Regions from separate parts of the Mus musculus genome. Here regions 1 and 2 are each linked to region 3. The links are chromatin contacts, called in public HiChIP or PLAC-seq maps. All regions are on one chromosome and are shown on one strand. Each heading gives the region's core, a stretch centred on a gene start, on an enhancer-like site or on the middle of the called end of the contact. The rest is flanking DNA. Distances are from core to core; before and after follow the strand shown.

The links. HiChIP or PLAC-seq counts read pairs in DNA pulled down with a chosen protein or histone mark.
Region 1: a contact with region 3 is called in an H3K4me3 HiChIP or PLAC-seq map of embryonic stem cells, with 4 times the contacts expected there. The contact joins the enhancer-like site here to the promoter of Zfp316 in region 3. A contact is called at or near these places in 2 of 39 promoter capture datasets (the 3T3-L1 cell line and stem cell-derived epiblast-like cells), 1 of 15 datasets of contacts at CTCF or cohesin (embryonic stem cells), 11 of 484 Hi-C or Micro-C datasets (the Ba/F3 cell line, brown adipocytes and embryonic stem cells), 8 of 115 datasets of contacts at active chromatin or transcription factors (bone marrow-derived macrophages, embryonic stem cells, extraembryonic endoderm stem cells and 2 more) and 2 of 9 other capture datasets (embryonic stem cells and pancreatic islet).
Region 2: a contact with region 3 is called in an H3K27ac HiChIP or PLAC-seq map of microglia, with 4 times the contacts expected there. The contact joins the enhancer-like site here to the promoter of Zfp316 in region 3. A contact is called at or near these places in 2 of 39 promoter capture datasets (embryonic stem cells and neural stem cells) and 3 of 115 datasets of contacts at active chromatin or transcription factors (bone marrow-derived macrophages, embryonic stem cells and microglia).

What each region holds. Positions count from the first base shown.
Region 1 is chr5:142,927,302-142,930,839 of GRCm38.p6, reverse strand. No RefSeq gene overlaps it. Among named protein-coding and RNA genes, the nearest start is that of Actb, 22 kb to the right of the region's middle. Within about 2 kb of position 1,594, at least 285 of the 459 cell types and tissues checked have an H3K27ac peak or open chromatin away from gene starts, as enhancers often do. A contact at or near this core is called in the Ba/F3 cell line, bone marrow-derived macrophages, brown adipocytes and 2 more, where this site is marked.
Region 2 is chr5:142,981,315-142,984,861 of GRCm38.p6, reverse strand. No RefSeq gene overlaps it. Among named protein-coding and RNA genes, the nearest start is that of Fscn1, 23 kb to the right of the region's middle. Within about 2 kb of position 2,296, at least 26 of the 459 cell types and tissues checked have an H3K27ac peak or open chromatin away from gene starts, as enhancers often do. A contact at or near this core is called in microglia, where this site is marked.
Region 3 is chr5:143,268,476-143,271,917 of GRCm38.p6, reverse strand. It overlaps Zfp316 (zinc finger protein 316), which reads left to right and starts at 1,896. Exons shown (of 7, transcript NM_017467.3): 1 at 1,896-2,067.

The DNA.
Region 1 (3,538 bases), core at 345-2,844, 340 kb after region 3:
CACAGCGTTAGGAAGGTTGAGAACCACTGCTCTAGAGAGATTAGTGTCTTATAGCCTAGAAGAAACAGGGGAAGAGGTAGCTCACTCAGTTCGGGACAGCCATTTTGTCTCTTTGTTTCTAGAAAGTATCTTTTCTTGAGGCAAGGTCTCATTGTTGCCTTGGCTGGCTTGGAACTTGGTATGATGGGCTTTGAACTCTTGATCCTCCTGCCCCTCTGCCTCCCTAGTGCTAAGATTATAGACCTGCATTGCCCGCCACACCAGGTAAGACATTTCCAATCTATGGAAAAGTACAGATCTGAAGGAATACAAGCATGGTGCCCACAGACCAACTGTTTCTTCCCCAGCTAAAAGCACTGACAGCATTCAATTCCCAGCATCCCCATGGTGGCTCACAACTGTCTGTAGCTCCAGCTCGAGTGCCTTCTTCTGGCCTCGAAGGCACCGTCTGCACCTGGTACACAGACACTCATATAGACAAAAACACCCATGCCCATTAAAAATTAATATTTTTTTTTAAAAGATTTATTTATTTATTATATGTAAAGTACACTGTAGCTGTCTTCAGACACTCCAGAAGAGGGTGTCAGATCTCGTTACAGATGGTTGTGAGCCACCATGTGGTTGCTGGGATTTGAACTCTGGACCTTTGGAAGAGCAGTCGGGTACTCTTACCAACTGAGCCATCTCACCAGCCCGAATATTTTTTTTAAAAATCCAAAAATCCAAACAGGTCAGTGCCTACCTGGATACAGAACAGGTTCGGGCCAGCCTGGGCAACATATTGAAATCCTGTCTCAATATAAATGGTTAAGAAAATAATAAAATAAGTCATGCATTATGGGGCAGAGCTTTAATTCCAGTACTCGGGAGGCAGAGGCAGCCAGAGGCCTGCCTGGTTTATGTGGCTCTTGGAAGGTGGAGACTGCAGAATGACTTCAAGGCCCAGCTGTATACTGTTTATGCCAGCGCTCCAGAAGCAGGTAGATTTCTGAGTTTGAAGCCAGCCTGGTTTACAGAGTGAGTTCTAAACCAGCCAAAGCTACATAGTGAAACCCCGTCTCAAAAAAAAAAAAAAAAAAAAAACAAGAAAGAAAGGGTTCAAGGCCAGCCTGACGACCTACACAAGATCTTATTTCAAAGAAATACAGTCTAGAACATTCAGAGGGGGAGCACTGGGCTAGCACGGATGAGGTACTTGCTCCAACACCAACAAACAATGCTCTCCTAACCTCTTTATCCAAGCTCCCTCCCAGCTCCAGGGTAACAGCTGTGCCTTCTGGAAGCCCTTCATGCATTCCTAAGCCCAAAGTAATGGCTTACTCTTGAGATTCCAGCACTCCGAGGCTAAGGCAGGCTAGCCTGGGCTATCTGAGATTCCCTGCCTTCACCCAACCCCCACCCCATCCCCACTTTCTCAAACACAAGCCCGGGTGTGTGCCCGCGGACCCTTAGCGGTCCCCTCTGCAGGGCGCCGGCACCGCGGATCCCCTTAGGGGAATCGGAGCCATTTCGAAAGGCAGGACCACACCTCACATCCCCTGCGGGCTTCGCTCTCGAAACGGGAAGTCGGCGGAGGAAGTCGCGCGGGCAGCCGCCGGCCGCCGCCGCATGACTAAGTTTGGCGCGACTTGCGCTCCTTGCCTTTTATGGACGACTCGTGGGCAGCGGCCGCGGGCGGGGATCAGAGGGAGGGGACACCCCAGCCCCCCAACCCTGCCAAACCCCAGTTCCCACTACAAACCCAGCTGTGCACCGCTCTCCCCATCTGCAGGCCAGGCCCCTCCCTCCTTGAAGTACAGAAATGGAAACTGAGGCTCTGAGCTTAGATGGAGAGCGGCTCAGGGTCCTGCATAGTACTTGAGGCCAAAGGACAGCCAAGGGCCCCAGCTCTCCAGCCCCTTGGCCTGGTTGGATGACTGACATTCCCAAGGCGGGTGGGGAGGGAGGCAGGACAGAGCTTCTTTAGAGAATTGAACCTAGGGCCTAGAACATTCCACCAGGCTGTAGCCACAGCCTTGCTTTTTCTTTTCTTCTTTTTTAAAAATTGTATTTATGGGGGACTTTTGGGATAGCATTGGAAATGTCATTGATGAAGATACGTAATAAAAAAAATTGTATTTATGGCCTGGCATGGTGACACTGACCTTCCAGCAACTGGAGAGGCATTGGCAGGCAGATCTCTGTGAGTTCGAAGCCAGCCTGGTCATAGTGAGTTCCAGGACAACCAGGGCTACCTACTGAAACTCTCTCAAAACCAAAAAAACCAACAATAACCAACAACAGCTATTTGCATGGCATTCTCTTTATTATTATTATTATTATTATTATTATATTAGACAAAGTCTCACTGTATATTCTTGGCTAGCTTTGAAATCACAGAGATCTGTTTGCCTCTGTCTCCCTGAGTGCTGGGATTAAAGCCCTGTGCCACACACACTCCTAGCTAAGATTTATTGATTTATTTATTTAGTGGTTTTGGAGTGATATAGGGTCTCATTGTGTAGACCTGGCTGGCCTAGAACTCACAGACATCTATAGCAAAGGTGTGTGGCATGGAGTGGTGGTGCACATCTGGCAATTCATTTTGTTTGACTATGTGTATGAGTGTGTGTTTGTAGGTGGGTATGTGCATGTAACTGTTGGTGCCCATGGGAGCCAGACATATAGGATCCCCTGGAATTAGAGTCACAGGCAGTTGGGAGCCACCAGACATGGGTGCTGGGAGTCAAACACAGGACCCCTGTGAGATCAGCAAGTGCTCCTAACCACTGAGCCACCTCTCCAGCCCCTATCAGTCATTTGTTTTTGAGATTGGGTTTCACATAGCCCAGGCTTCCCTCTGCCTCCCTATGGAGGCAAGGATGACCACTAATTTCTGGTCCTTCTGCCTTCACCTTCCAAATGCTGGCATTACTGACAGGTATCGTCATATCCGGTTTACGCTACCCTGCGCTGAGGGTCTGAGTCCCACATCTCATGCCTGCTTGACCAGTGCTCTTCTGTGGGAGCTATGTTCCCCGCCCTCCAACCCTCTTTACTTTTTGTGGGGCGGGGGGCGAAGTGGAATGGAGGCACGCTGCTAAATTGACCAGACTGTCCTAGAACTCATGACCGGCTCCAGCTTTGCCCTTCCAAGTAGCTAGTACAGGGGCACCATCAGGCCACACTGGAACTTTGTGTGATGAGCTTCCAAGTTTTGATCCTGGCCTCGCTGTGTCTATGGTCCTGGAGGAGTAGGCTTCTCAGAGGAGACTTGGAGTTTGAGCCTTGGCAGGAAGCATCCCCGCTGACAAACAGGGATACTGAAGCTGTAGACAAAAAGTTGGGTGTGGAGACTCACTTGTAAGCTCAGCACTGAAGAAAGCAGGAGGATTGCTACAAGTTCCAGGCCAGCTTGGACTGCAGGGTGAATCTGAGGTCAGTCTCATTTGGAGAAAGACTTGTCTCCAGAAACACTAATGGAAGGCAGACATGGCGGCCCTCTTATGTAGACACAGCACTTAGGAGGCAGAGCCAAGGGAGCACAGCAATTTGG
Region 2 (3,547 bases), core at 1,047-3,546, 290 kb after region 3:
CATCTTGTTTGTTTTGAAACAGGATCTTATATGTAGCCCAGGCTACCCTCAAACTCCAGAGTCTCCAGCTTCAACTTCCCCTAGCACTGGGATTACAGGGGTGCACCACCAAGTCAGGTTTTTTGGTTTGGTTTGGTTTGGTTTGGTTTGATTTGTTTTTTTGTCTTTCTTTCTTTTAATCCAGCCACATTTATTAAAGTGTCAGATGGGCCAGCATTGCCCTCCAGGGAATTTTCTCAGACATTCGCACAAAGGTTCATGGACACAGCAGCTCTTACGGGCGTATTTGTATTTGTGATGAATGAGACTCGATGTCTGCGACAGGGAGTGGGGGGATGTCGATAAGATGTGACATTCATCCACTCACAGAGCGTGTGAGCTGAAGACACAGTGAGGCCTGTCTGTGCAGATAAGGAAAATGAATATTCGTTAGGTGACAACTCAGGCGCCCAGCTATGGGGTGCATGCTAGCCCATGTGTGAACAAACAAAATCGGAACTGTCAAGCCATGGACTGTAAGATGGGACAGCCATTGTGGTGAATACTATCATACTTCCTTAAAAAGTAGCCAGCTAAGGGGGTACATGCATTTAAGTCCCAGAACTACAGAGGCAGAGGCAGGCAGATCCTCTATCACTAGATTCTAGGCAGGGGCTCTACCACTGAGCCACGCCCCAGCCCCTCACTGGGGGATTCTAGGCAGGGGCTCTACCACTGAGCCACACCCCAGCCCCTCCCTGGGGGATTCTAGGGAGGGGCTCTACCACTGAGCCACGCCCCAGCCCCTCACTGGGGGATTCTCGGCAGGGGCTCTACCACTGAGCCACGCCCCAAGCCCCTCACTGGAAGATTCTAGGCAGGAGCTCCACCACTGAGCCACGCCCCAGCCCCTCACTGGGGGATTCTAGGCAGGGGCTCTACCACTGAGCCACACCCCAGCCCATCACTGGGAGATTCCACGCCCTGAGTTTGAGGCCAGCCTGGACTACAAAGCAAAGAAAGTCAAACCTACATAGAGAAACTCTTGAAAAAAAAAATTAAGCTGGGTATAGTGGTACATGCCTATAATACCGGCAGAACTCCCGAGGCAGAGGCAGGAAGATTACCAAAGGTTTGTGGCCAACCTGATCTACACAGAAAGTGACAGGTGAGCCAACCCTACACTGTGAGACCCAGTCTCAAGCAGAGGCTGAGATAGCTCGCCTGTGCTAACCATGCAAGTTTTAACAACCTGAGTTCAACCCCTAAAAGCCGTGTAGAGAGCCGGGTGCTGCTTTATAGATCCAGAGTCTCAGCACTGAAGACAGGGAGGCCTTATCCTCTCCCTCACCAACACAGAGAGGGGGGGAGGGGGAGGGGGAGAGGGAGAGGGAGAGGGAGAGGGAGAGGGAGAGGGAGAGGGAGGAGAGAGAGAGAGAGCGCGCAAAACACGCTCTGTTCTCCAGAGTGCAATGGCCCGATGACAAGGCAGCTCTGTTCACGCTTGCATTCCTGAAGTGCTGAGATGCCAGTTAGAGCCGTGGGCGCGCTTAGATGCATGCCCTGCTGTGGGGCTCTGCCCAAAGCCCTTGGGCTAGTGAGAGATGGCTTCATGGTGGAGTTCAGGAGGCTTTTGGCTTTGTGATGCTCCTGACTCTGCCTTCTGAGTGCTGGGTTACAGTTAGTTTAAAAAGGTCTTTTAGTGGGTGTTGTTGGAGCAAGACTTTAATCTCAGAACCTGTGAGACTGAGCCTGGCCTGGTCTACAGAGCGAGTTCTAGGACAGCCAGGGCTACACAGAACAGAGAAACCCTGTCTTGAAAAGTGACACACACACACACCCCCCCCCCCGGCTGAAAAAAAAAACTTTAAAATTTTATGTGTGTCTGTGGGGCAGTGTGTGTGTGTGTGTGTGTGTGTGTGTGTGTGTGTGAGAGAGAGAGAGAGAGAGAGAGAGAGAGAGAGAGAGAGAGAGAGAGAGAGAGGTGTTCAATTAAAAGCATATTTCAGAGGCTAGAGAGATGGCTCAGACATTAAGACATTTGCTACACTTTCAGAGGGCCCAGGTTCAGTTCCCAGTACTCAAGTCAGACGGTTCATAACCAGCTTTAAGTCTAGGAACTCTCTTGGGTCCTCCTCACACTCTTGACACACATGGCATAAATGCACACACACACACACACACACACACACACACACACACACCACCACACACCACTGTATTCACATGAAGGTCAACGGACAGGAGTCAGCTCTCTCCTTCTGCCTGTGGATTTTCAGGGATCTGACTCATGTTGCTGCTTGGTGACAAGTGCCTGTGCCTCTAAGCTCTGCTCTTTGAAGAATGTCATTGTGGGGCTGGAGAGATGGTTCAGTAGTTAAGAGTACCGACTGCTCTTCTTAAAAATATATCTAAGTGTCTAACACCAACTGGCATAGTAACATCTGCAAAAGACGCCGTGGCACCCCCCACTTCTTTGGGCTCACATCTTCAAGTACAGTGAGCTGACCCCGGAACGGGCTCCGTCCTGTGTCTGCTTTCTGTCCACAGGCCAGTGCTTGCTTTGGCCGGGTGTGTCAGGGCCCACTCTGCAGGAAACTGTGGCCCAGCTCCTAGGCGGATGGCTCTGGTGTGCGCTGCTTCCTGTGAGCGGCCCAGCAAGCCCCAACGCCTGTCCACATGGTGACTCTGCTGTCCCTTCCTCTCTGGGTCTGAGTCCTCTCAACAGTGTTTCCTGTCGTCTGTTCCCAAACACACCACATGGCTCTGAAGGCCCGCATACGCCCCAATTCATGCTTTATGAGTTAAGGGAGGTTTGCCTTTCAGAATTTTTGTTGTTAGTGCGGAAGGATTTGCCAGAGTCTCACGTGGCTGGGGATAGCCTCAAACTCACTAAGTATCTGCGGATACCCTCGACCTCCCCTTCCTCCTGCCTCCATCTCCCACCCCAGGTGCTAGAATTACAGATCAGTTCCCCCCATATCTGGCCTGCTTGATCACTTGTCTTATAAGAACCCCAATCTGTCTTTGGATCAAATTAGCCTAATGACCTTATTATATCCTTTCTCGCTCTCTCTCGCTCTCTCTCTCTCTCCCTCTCATCTACCTACTATCATCTACTTATCTACCATCTATTTATCCCTCATCTTTCTATCATCTATATACCTACCATTTGTCTGTCTATCTATCTATCTATCTATCTATCTATCTATCTATCTATCTATCTATAATCTATCATCTATGTATATCTCTATCATCTATCTATCCCACATCTATTATCTATATATCTACCATCCATCTACCTATTTATCATCTATCTATCTAGATACCTACCTACCTACCTACCTACCTACCTACCATCCCTCTTCAGTGCCAGAGGTTGAACCCAGGCCTCTCACTTGCTAGGCAAGCCCTCTAACACTGAGCCATGCCCCCAACCTATTGGACCTCATTTTATCCTATTCACCTCTTCCTTCCTTCCTTCCTTCCTTTCTTTCTTTCTTTCTTTCTTTCTTTCTTTCTTTCTTTCTTTCTTTCTTTCTTTCTTTCTTTCTTTCTTTCAAGACAG
Region 3 (3,442 bases), core at 647-3,146:
GCTGGGGATGGAATCCAAAGCCTTTCGTAAGCTCGGTACCGCATGCTCCCAGATCCTCAGCAGTGGTTTCTAGGCAAATGCTCTTCCACTGAGTCATACCCCAGCTTCTCACTGGTGTGAATTCTGAGTAATCAGTCTGCTATCTAACCACAACTTCAGCCCCTCACTGAGGGGATTCTAAGTCAGGCCCAGCACTGGTAAGCTTACCCCCAACCCCCACCTTTTAATGTTTTTGGAGATGGGGGTCTTACTAAATTGCTTGGGTTGGTTTTGAACTCATGATCCTCCAGAGTAGCTGGGACTTCAAGCTTGCACCACTGTGTCTGGCTGCATGATACTTGAGACATATGGACTCCATTTGAAAATCTGTTTCTCCATTTTCCCAGCTGCTCACTTGACAACAGGGCCCAAGAACATGGGAAGGGAGCACAGCATGGAACACGGCAGGAACACGTGCATGCATGGAACATGGCAGGAACACGTGCATGCATGGAACATGGCAGGAACACGTGCATTCATGGAACATGGCAGGAACACATGCATGCATGGAACATGGCAGGAACACATGCATGCATGGAACAGGGCAGGAACACGTGCATGCGTGGAACATGGCAGGAATGCATGTATGCATGGAACATGGCAGGAACACGCACATGCATGGAACATGGCAGGTACACACATTCATCACCTCCTTCGGGTTTCCCAGAGGGAAAGGTTGGCTCCCCTTCCCTTCCCTGGGTTTCTAGCCTGCCAGGGATCCTGCAGAGAGGCAGGTGATTTGGTAGGTAACCCATCTGTGTGAAAACCCAGGGTGCGTAAGAATGTCATCACGGAGATAGCTCATGTGCACACATGTGAACACACATCCTAGTAAAACCGAGAGACAAGCAGCTTCCTTCTATGTGTGCCTAAATGTGTGTAGGCAGGAAAGAAGAGTGTTTCTGGTCCCTAGAGAACCCACAGTTAGGGGTTAGGGCTCGCCTAAGATGAGAAAGGCTATGACTCCTAAAGCATCCAGTCTACATGGTCTACCAAGAAAAGCACAAGAGTGTCACAAAGACTTTTCAATATAAGGGAGGGGAGGCCAAGGAAGAGGGGAGAGAGGGCAGAGGCTAGAACTCTGGTCTCCCCAGGGTCATGTCCAGGGTTGGTCTCTATAGGTACCTAGGGCATTTACTCCAGGCATAGGTGGCCAGCAGGCTTGGGGTCCAGGGACTTCATAATATGGATGGCTCTTTGGAGCTACAGAGCACTGCCCTGAGTAGTCGTGAATATATCAATGGACTGTCAAGGTTCGACCTGTCTAAAGCCATGCAAGGCTATTTCCCAATATTCTTGCCAGGCCTGGGGATGACAGATTAGGGAGTTGAAGAACATAAATCCAGTCTGGCCTCAATCTCCAGTCTTTCATGCATTTGACTGTTATAGTCCACAGTACCCCCCTCACGCCTTGAATAGGCTGCCCCTCTGTCTGCCACACCCTGCACACACAAGTAAAGCCAGAATGGATCAATCTCCCAGCCACACCCTTGCCCATGTCAGGGTCAGACAAGCGCTGCCTGAATACCCATTGGGGGTCACTACCCTTCTCCACCATCAGGAGATCCAGGGAGGGTCCGGTGGACAGGAGGACGGGCTCCCGACACGTCCTGGCACGGGCAAAGGTAGACTTAGGCTGTCGTCTGGCGAGAAGAGATGCTCGCTGGGGCTGGACGTCGTGGGCAGGGGTCCCTTGAAACATAGAGGAGCAGGTAATAAGCAGGGGGTGCTCATTGTGGGTAGCTATAACCATCCTCCATGCATATGGGGGTGCGACGCAGCAGCACCCTGTCTACATCCAGAGCTCCGGGACGCCCCATGACCGGAAGTGCCCCCCTCGTGGGCGCGGACAAGGCGGGGCCGGCGGGCGGCACTTCCGGTGCCCACGCGCCGCCGCCTCCTCCGCCGTCGCGCAGCTCGCGGCCGTCACTTTGTGTAGTGCGGGGGGGAGTCCCCGGTGGTCACAGCCCCCCACCCCCCACGAGTCCGTGTCTCGCTCCGGCTTGGCCGGGCCCGGGCGCGCGCGCGGTGAGTGGGGCGCGCGGATGCGGCAGGTGCGCGCGGGCGGGACGCGCGCGCTGGGGGCGGTGGCGGCGGCAAGGCTGGCCGTCATGGATGCTCGAGAGCTGGAGGCCTCCGGTGTCCGTGGGGAGATCGCGGGACTGCAGGGCCCGTCCTTGGTGGGGTCGGAGTTGCAGCTGCACGAGCTAGATCTTCCAGGCCCCTAGATCCCCCCAATACCGACCTGGGCCTGCGCGGCACGTCAGGGATGGCTTAACACCCTAGAGGGGTACAGACTCCAGCGTGGGAGGGGGCGGGCCGGGGACGTCGTGCACTGCACCTTTGCAGGGTGCTAGCGCCGCCTTCTCCAGCTTAGGGGCGGGAGCTGGGCCGGAGCCGCCCCCGCCCCCTAGAGAGACACCTTCCAAGGAGGGCTGTCATTACTCCCGCCCTAGCGCGAAGTGGAAGCTAGGTACCCTCCCCCCATCCCCCAGAGAGAGGAAGAAAAGGGAAAGACCTTGTCCTGGAGCCCTACAGCCAGCTTTGTGACATTGAGGGGCCGTGGCCTAGCCTGCTTCATCTGTAAATGGAGGCTGGCTGGACTGCTCTCTCTCTCTGCTAAATCTGTTGCCCCCGAGATGGGTGGTGGAACGCGTTGGCAGAATCTAGGGTGCATTATGTGGACACAAGAAGGGAGGGAGGAGGTGCAGGTATCAGCGAGGATCAGCCCACCTGCTCAGCCTGGGTGGGTGGCATTGGCATTTTGTTTTGGTTCTGTCGCTACTGGCTGGGCCAGGGGGCTAGCTGGCCTGGTTGAGGAGCCTGCTCTGGGGGGTCGTGGATGACCTCCAGGGAGCAACCCTGGAGAATAGGGGCTCCGGAAACTGGGCAGATGGTGAGGAGTGTAGTGAACAGGGAAAGACATTCTGGACAAAAAAGGGTCTTAAGTCAGTGGGGCTAGTGAACGGGAATGAAGGTAACTAGCCACAAGTGCGCATGCGCGAGCGTGACCCCACGCAAACATCCTTTACGTGGATCCCCTGGATTTGGGACTTTTCTGGAGTTCCTAACTTTTAACCTTTACGATTGTGTCTCTGCACACTCCTTTCTATGGACAGTGCAGCACCCCGTTCTGAGTGTCTGCAGCGCTGTGCCCTAGGCTCAGGACTTGAGTGGAAAGATGTGTTGAAGTGACACAGTGATTTTTGCCTGATGAAGCCGTGAACTTGACACTGCATTCGAATCCAGGATGAGAGGTTAAGGAGAATGGAGCAGAAAGGCGTTCTAGGGACTGATTGGCAGGAGTGGGGCTAAGAATATCCCAGGAGGAGGGGAACCCCCAGGGCCTGAGTTGCAAGAATATGAACTGACCTTCTCCTGGTCAGACTGGTTTTCAGAGCTT